2 separate regions of the Zea mays genome follow, and region 1 is linked to region 2. The links are chromatin contacts, called in public Hi-C maps. All regions are on one chromosome and are shown on one strand. Each heading gives the region's core, a stretch centred on a gene start, on an enhancer-like site or on the middle of the called end of the contact. The rest is flanking DNA. Distances are from core to core; before and after follow the strand shown.

Region 1 (2,700 bases), core at 53-2,552, 220 kb before region 2:
GTCGGTAACCTCCCCTCCCCTTGCTTCTTTTGCGATTCCTGTCTATGTATAGGTTAGATTAGATCTGCTACTGTCTTTCTAGGGTTCGGATTAGATCAGTATATATTGATTGATTGGTTGTGCGTCGTGGTGGAGGTCCGTAACCAATCAATTTTTTTTATCTCATAAGAGATGTTGTACTAGCCCCTGCTGCTCTGGAATCAATCAACCACAAAAACTGTGATGTGGCTAGGAACACTGTTGATAAATCATGCTGTTGCTATTATTCGTAACAACAATGCACCCGTATCAAGCTAGCTACAGGCGGGGATGATATTTGGTTTGCAGTGAGATAATTTAACTAGCTAGTCAGACAGAATTTGGCTTGTACTTGCGACTTTTGCACACTTTGGGGATTGTTCGTTTGACCGCCACGTGGATTGGGTGGTATTGAGTCGGTTTAAATCCATCCAAATTCATTCCAATACACTTCAATCCACATGTAATTGGACGTGATTTGTGTTATTTTCTGCCATTGCTGGTTGACATAATGGAACTGTATTTTCAGGCTGCCAACTATCTGAACATCAAGGGATTGCTGGACCTGACCTGCCAGACGGTTGCTGACATGATCAAGGGCAAGACTCCGGAGGAGATCCGCAAGACATTCAGCATCAAGAACGACTTCACCCAAGAGGAGGAGGATGAGATCCGCATGGAGAACCAGTGGGCCTTCGAGTGATTGTTGTCTTCCTTTCCCTGGTGATGGTGGTGGTTCTTTTACAAGAACAGATGGATGTCTGCACTGCACTCTACAATGCTAGTCTATCTACTTACGAAATAGTAGTGAAATAGTAGTATAATGGTCGTGATGGTTGTATCCTTTTTTGGATTGGATGTATGTCAAGCTGGTGGGTGCTAGTTCGTCTGTCTGGACTTGTTACTAGTTAATATCTCATAATACATATATAAAAGTGGATCTTATGATGATTTGCCTCCATGGCTGGTTGTTGTGCCAACGGTCTACTCGTGGTTGTCAAGGAGATAAGGGAAATGCTGATAAGGCCGGCCACTTGTCTGTTATCCACCACCCTTCCTATCTTAAAAGGAGGAGAAAACGAAAATGAAATTTCTGGCGCCTGTCTGCCCGCCCCCTGATAAGGCCGGCGAGAGAGAGAGAGAGAGAGAGAGAGAGAGAGAGAGAGAGAGAGAGAGAGAGAGAGAGAGAGAGAGAGAGAGAGAGAGAGAGAGAGAGAGAGAGAGAGAGAGAGAGAGAGAGAGAGAGAGAGAGAGAGAGAGAGAGAGAGAGAGAGAGAGAGAGAGAGAGAACCTCTCTGCAGGTGCAGCCATGGCGAAGCCCGTCTCCATCCAGGTGTGGAACCCCAGCGGCAAGTACCGCGTGGTGAGCACCAAGTCCATGCCGGGCACACGATGGATCCGCCTGCTCACCGACAACGACTGCCGCCTTGAGGTTTCTTCTTCTTGTCCTGTTCAATTCTGCACCAAACGAACCTGACCCTTCCCTGTCCCCGTCCCTGTTGGCAGATATGCACCGAGCACAAGACCATCCTCTCCGTGGACGACATCCTGGCGCTCATCGGCGATCGCTGCGACGGCGTCATTGGACAGCTCACCGAGGACTGGGGGGACGTGCTCTTCTCTGCGCTCAAGCGCGCCGGAGGCACGGTCTTCAGCAACATGGCCGTCGGCTACAACAACGTCGATGTCGAGGCTGCCAACAGGAATGGCATCGCAATCGGCAACACGCCGGTGAGTGAGTCTCTGTTTGTTGCTGCTGCTTCTGCTTCTGTTTGTTGTTGAATTGAAACCAAAACCAAAACCCCAACCCCAATCAAAACCACAGGGCGTTCTGACGGAGACGACGGCTGAGCTCGCCGCCTCCCTCTCGCTGGCGGCAGCCAGGAGGATCGTCGAGGCTGACCAGTTCATGAGGGCTGGCCTCTATGACGGATGGCTCCCACACCTGTCAGTCCCTCTGCTTCCTCATATACTCCTGCAAATGCAACAATAACAATGTATTGTCGCAGGTTCGTTGGCAACCTGCTCAAGGGCCAAACTGTTGGAGTCATTGGAGCTGGTCGCATTGGCTCCGCCTATGCACGCATGATGGTACACTACTTCCTATCCTCTCTCTCTCTCTCTCTCTCTCTCTCTCTCTCTCTCTCTCTCTCTCTCTATTGGATTGGTATTCAAGCTAATTGCCATTCATACCAGATTGAGGGTTTCAAGATGAACCTCATCTACTACGACCTGTATCAGGCCACACGTCTTGAGAATTTCGTCACAGGCAAGCAAGAATGCTACGTACCTATACCATGCATGTCACTGGCACAGATATATACTAATCTGCTTGCTCGATCTGTGCATTGCACTCCTACCTCCAGCATATGGGCAGTTCCTCAAAGCAAACGGTGAGGAGCCTGTCACCTGGAAGAGGGCCGCCACCATGGAGGATGTCCTCAGGGAGGCTGACGTGGTCAGATTCAGCAGTCCATTAATTAATCTGACCATTCCATTATCATATTGTTTTGTTTGAGTTTGCTTGTTTCGTTTGGCGGCAGATAAGTCTGCATCCGGTGCTGGACAAGACCACCTACCATCTGATAAACCCCGAGAGGCTGGCCATCATGAAGAAGGAGGCTGTTCTTGTGAACGCAAGCCGAGGGCCCGTGATCGATGAGGCCGCGCTGGTGGAGCACC
Region 2 (2,700 bases), core at 197-2,696:
ATTATACAACCAGGGCGTACAATCACTCTGCTAATTGAAAACAATAAGGAAAAAATTATGATAAATTGCAACCATCAGCTCACATGTGAGGTCTTCCTCCCTGCTGATTGAATTAGCATGGGCATATCCTGTCTTCCTGGAGCAAAAGGAGAAACAAGACCAATCTCTGTGGATGTCGTGTTGAACATGCCAATTTCTTCACTCACCGATGAACTAGGACGCGGAGGTATATTCATGGCTAAACGTGGGCGATGGAATACAGAGGTTGTGTGTTGTTTGTGGCGGTGCGGGATGACAGCCACGACGGTGCGGGATTGTTCCTGGTGCCGTGGGAACACAGCGACGCTAGCGGATGGGTGTGGTGGAGCGGATCTAGTTGCTCGCGGCGGCACTGAATGCTTCCCGGTGGCCAGAGAACCAGAGACGGCAGTGGGGTGGTTGCGGCGGCGTGAGATGGTCGCGGAAGCGGCACATCGCGGGCACGTCGTGGTGGTGCCGAAGACGCGAGAAGGAGAAGCAGCACAGGAATGGGTAACTTCCACCGGGTCTGTTTGATTGATGCCTAACTTGCCCCACTTTGCATAACTTTTCTGACTAAGGTTAGTTATTCAATTCAAACGACTAACTTTAGACAAAGTGTGGCACAGTTAGCCACAAACCAAACATGCCCTAAAGCCCCAGACAAATATGGCTAGCGAGGGAGAGAAGACGCCGAACGCGATGGCGCAGGAAGAAGTTAGCGAGAACCGACTTCAACATGTTTTTTTACCTAGAACATTGGATATGCTCTTAACTGAACTAAAAGAGAGCCTTGGTATTATAGGGATGAAAATGGTCAAAATGGTATTTATTCGGTAATGAGTTTTTTAGTTGTTTTTCTTTGATTGCGAATAAATAGGATATAGAATCTACAATACAAATTTGTATTCTTATTTTTAACATCCAACTTGTAAAGATTTATAAAAGATAAACCTTAAATTCATCCTATATTTTCATAAATAATAGATATAAACTTTGGCATGGATTCGGAAACAAATTCGGTAATTTTTTCAGCTATTTGTGTTGTAGGGACCAAATAATACATAAAACAATTTATGTAATATTTTATTCATATTTGTACTAATGTGCTTGATGACATAAGAAAAGATCAACATTAAATTTTATACATATCTATTTTAAAATATTAAATTTGTCCTAACAGTTCGGATTATCACTTTCATCCCTAACTTGGTATGGTGTAAGCCAAACGGTGAATCAAATGACTAGTTAGTTAAATACTTGTCCTTGGATTGGAACGGTATAAGCGAATTCTATCCTGCTAACGGGGCCCACATGGCAGCGTGGCTTATGCCGACGCGACGCAACGCAGCGGCCCAACGGCTCTCTCTCTCCGCTATTCGTCTTGTTGCTCTGGCTGAGCCGTGTAGCTGGCTGGCCGTTCCCCACTTCACACTCCACCCACCAGATCGCTGGTCAAAACCCTAGTCAAACCTCGCCGTTTGATCCCCGGCATCCAATCCAGCCTCCAATTGACCTCCTTTCTAGCCCAAGGATCCAATCCAAGCACCTAATTCCATCCCATCCGGATGGGCGATGGCGATGCTGCATCGGGGACGGGGAGGAGGTGCCCCAAGCACCCGTCGGAGCCGCCCTTCACCGGCTTCTGCTCCGCCTGCCTCCTCGACAGGCTCCACGCTACCAACCTAATTGGTGTGGTTGTGGCCTCCCCTTCCCGGCCGCCTCGTCCGCCTTCGCTTCCCTTCCACCAGGACCTGGAGGAGGAGGAGGAGTTCCTGCCTCCCTGTTCCCGTTCCAAAGGGACAACAGGAGAACCGCCAGCGGTTGGGGGGAGGACCACGCTCCTTCGTCTCTTCCAGCTAGAGGACCAAGGAGACGAGCGTGAGCAGGACACCGGCACCGGCACCGGCACCGGCACCGACGCCGCCACCTCCACCAGTGGCGGCGACGCCCAAGATCCGCCGTTTCATCTCCAGCGCAAGCGCTCCCTTCGCCACTCCTGCAGCGAATGGATCGCCTGCTGCGACGCCGCCGCCGCCAACCATTCCTCCTGCCTACCCTCCCGTCAGTCTCTCGATGCCTCTTCTTCCACCACCTCCGCCGCCGCAGCTGCTGGTGTGACGCTGGCGCCTGCTAATCCACACTCAAACAACGCCGCTGCTTCTGCGGGAAGCAATTGCGCTGCCATGGTCGAGAGGAGGACGGGGAGCCTGAGGTGGAACCAACTCTGGCTAATCAAGGGCGTCCTCGCCAAGCCCGGAGGGCATCTGCTTAACAGATCTTTCTCCGAGTCCTCTAGGTCAAAATACGCCCTCCACCCCGGGGGCGCCGCCATTGCAAGATCCTCTTCGTCCCAGTCGCAAGGTGTCCGCCTCAACGGCAGCCACTCCGTGTCTTCAGCTGGGAATGGTATGGACTCTTCTGAGATATCACTCCCCGGTGATTCTGTTGGACATGCGCATGTCCACCATTGCCGGCCTCGCCTCATGGACTGGCTCCGCCGCAGCCGCAGCGTTCACTACCCTTCTTCTACCAGCACTGTGGATGCTGGTCTTACTCCTTTCAGAAGCAGAAGCAGCAGCACCAGGAGCACCGCACACCCAAGGTTTCCTGCTGGCTTCTTTGCTGCACAAAGATATCAACGCTGATAATTCTTGGCTACACAATTTGTTGTAGAATCAA

Evidence for each region. Hi-C and Micro-C count contacts between places; a contact is called where the count stands out from the background.
Region 1: a contact with region 2 is called in a Hi-C map of ear, with 2.6 times the contacts expected there. The contact joins the promoter of LOC100193709 here to the promoter of LOC100276680 in region 2. A contact is called at or near these places in 3 of 25 Hi-C or Micro-C datasets (ear, endosperm and an unstated tissue).

What each region holds. Positions count from the first base shown.
Region 1 is chr5:68,406,884-68,409,583 of Zm-B73-REFERENCE-NAM-5.0, reverse strand. It overlaps LOC100193709, which reads left to right and starts at 1,302. Exons shown (of 11, transcript NM_001317198.2): 1 at 1,302-1,450; 2 at 1,525-1,749; 3 at 1,844-1,965; 4 at 2,028-2,109; 5 at 2,215-2,287; 6 at 2,385-2,476; 7 at 2,562-2,700. The coding sequence starts at 1,328. It overlaps LOC100193107, which reads left to right. Exons shown (of 2, transcript NM_001138269.1): 2 at 548-963. The coding sequence ends at 721.
Region 2 is chr5:68,186,889-68,189,588 of Zm-B73-REFERENCE-NAM-5.0, reverse strand. LOC100276680 reads left to right here and starts at 1,446. Exons shown (of 1, transcript NM_001196758.1): 1 at 1,446-2,700. The coding sequence starts at 1,587. The coding sequence ends at 2,666.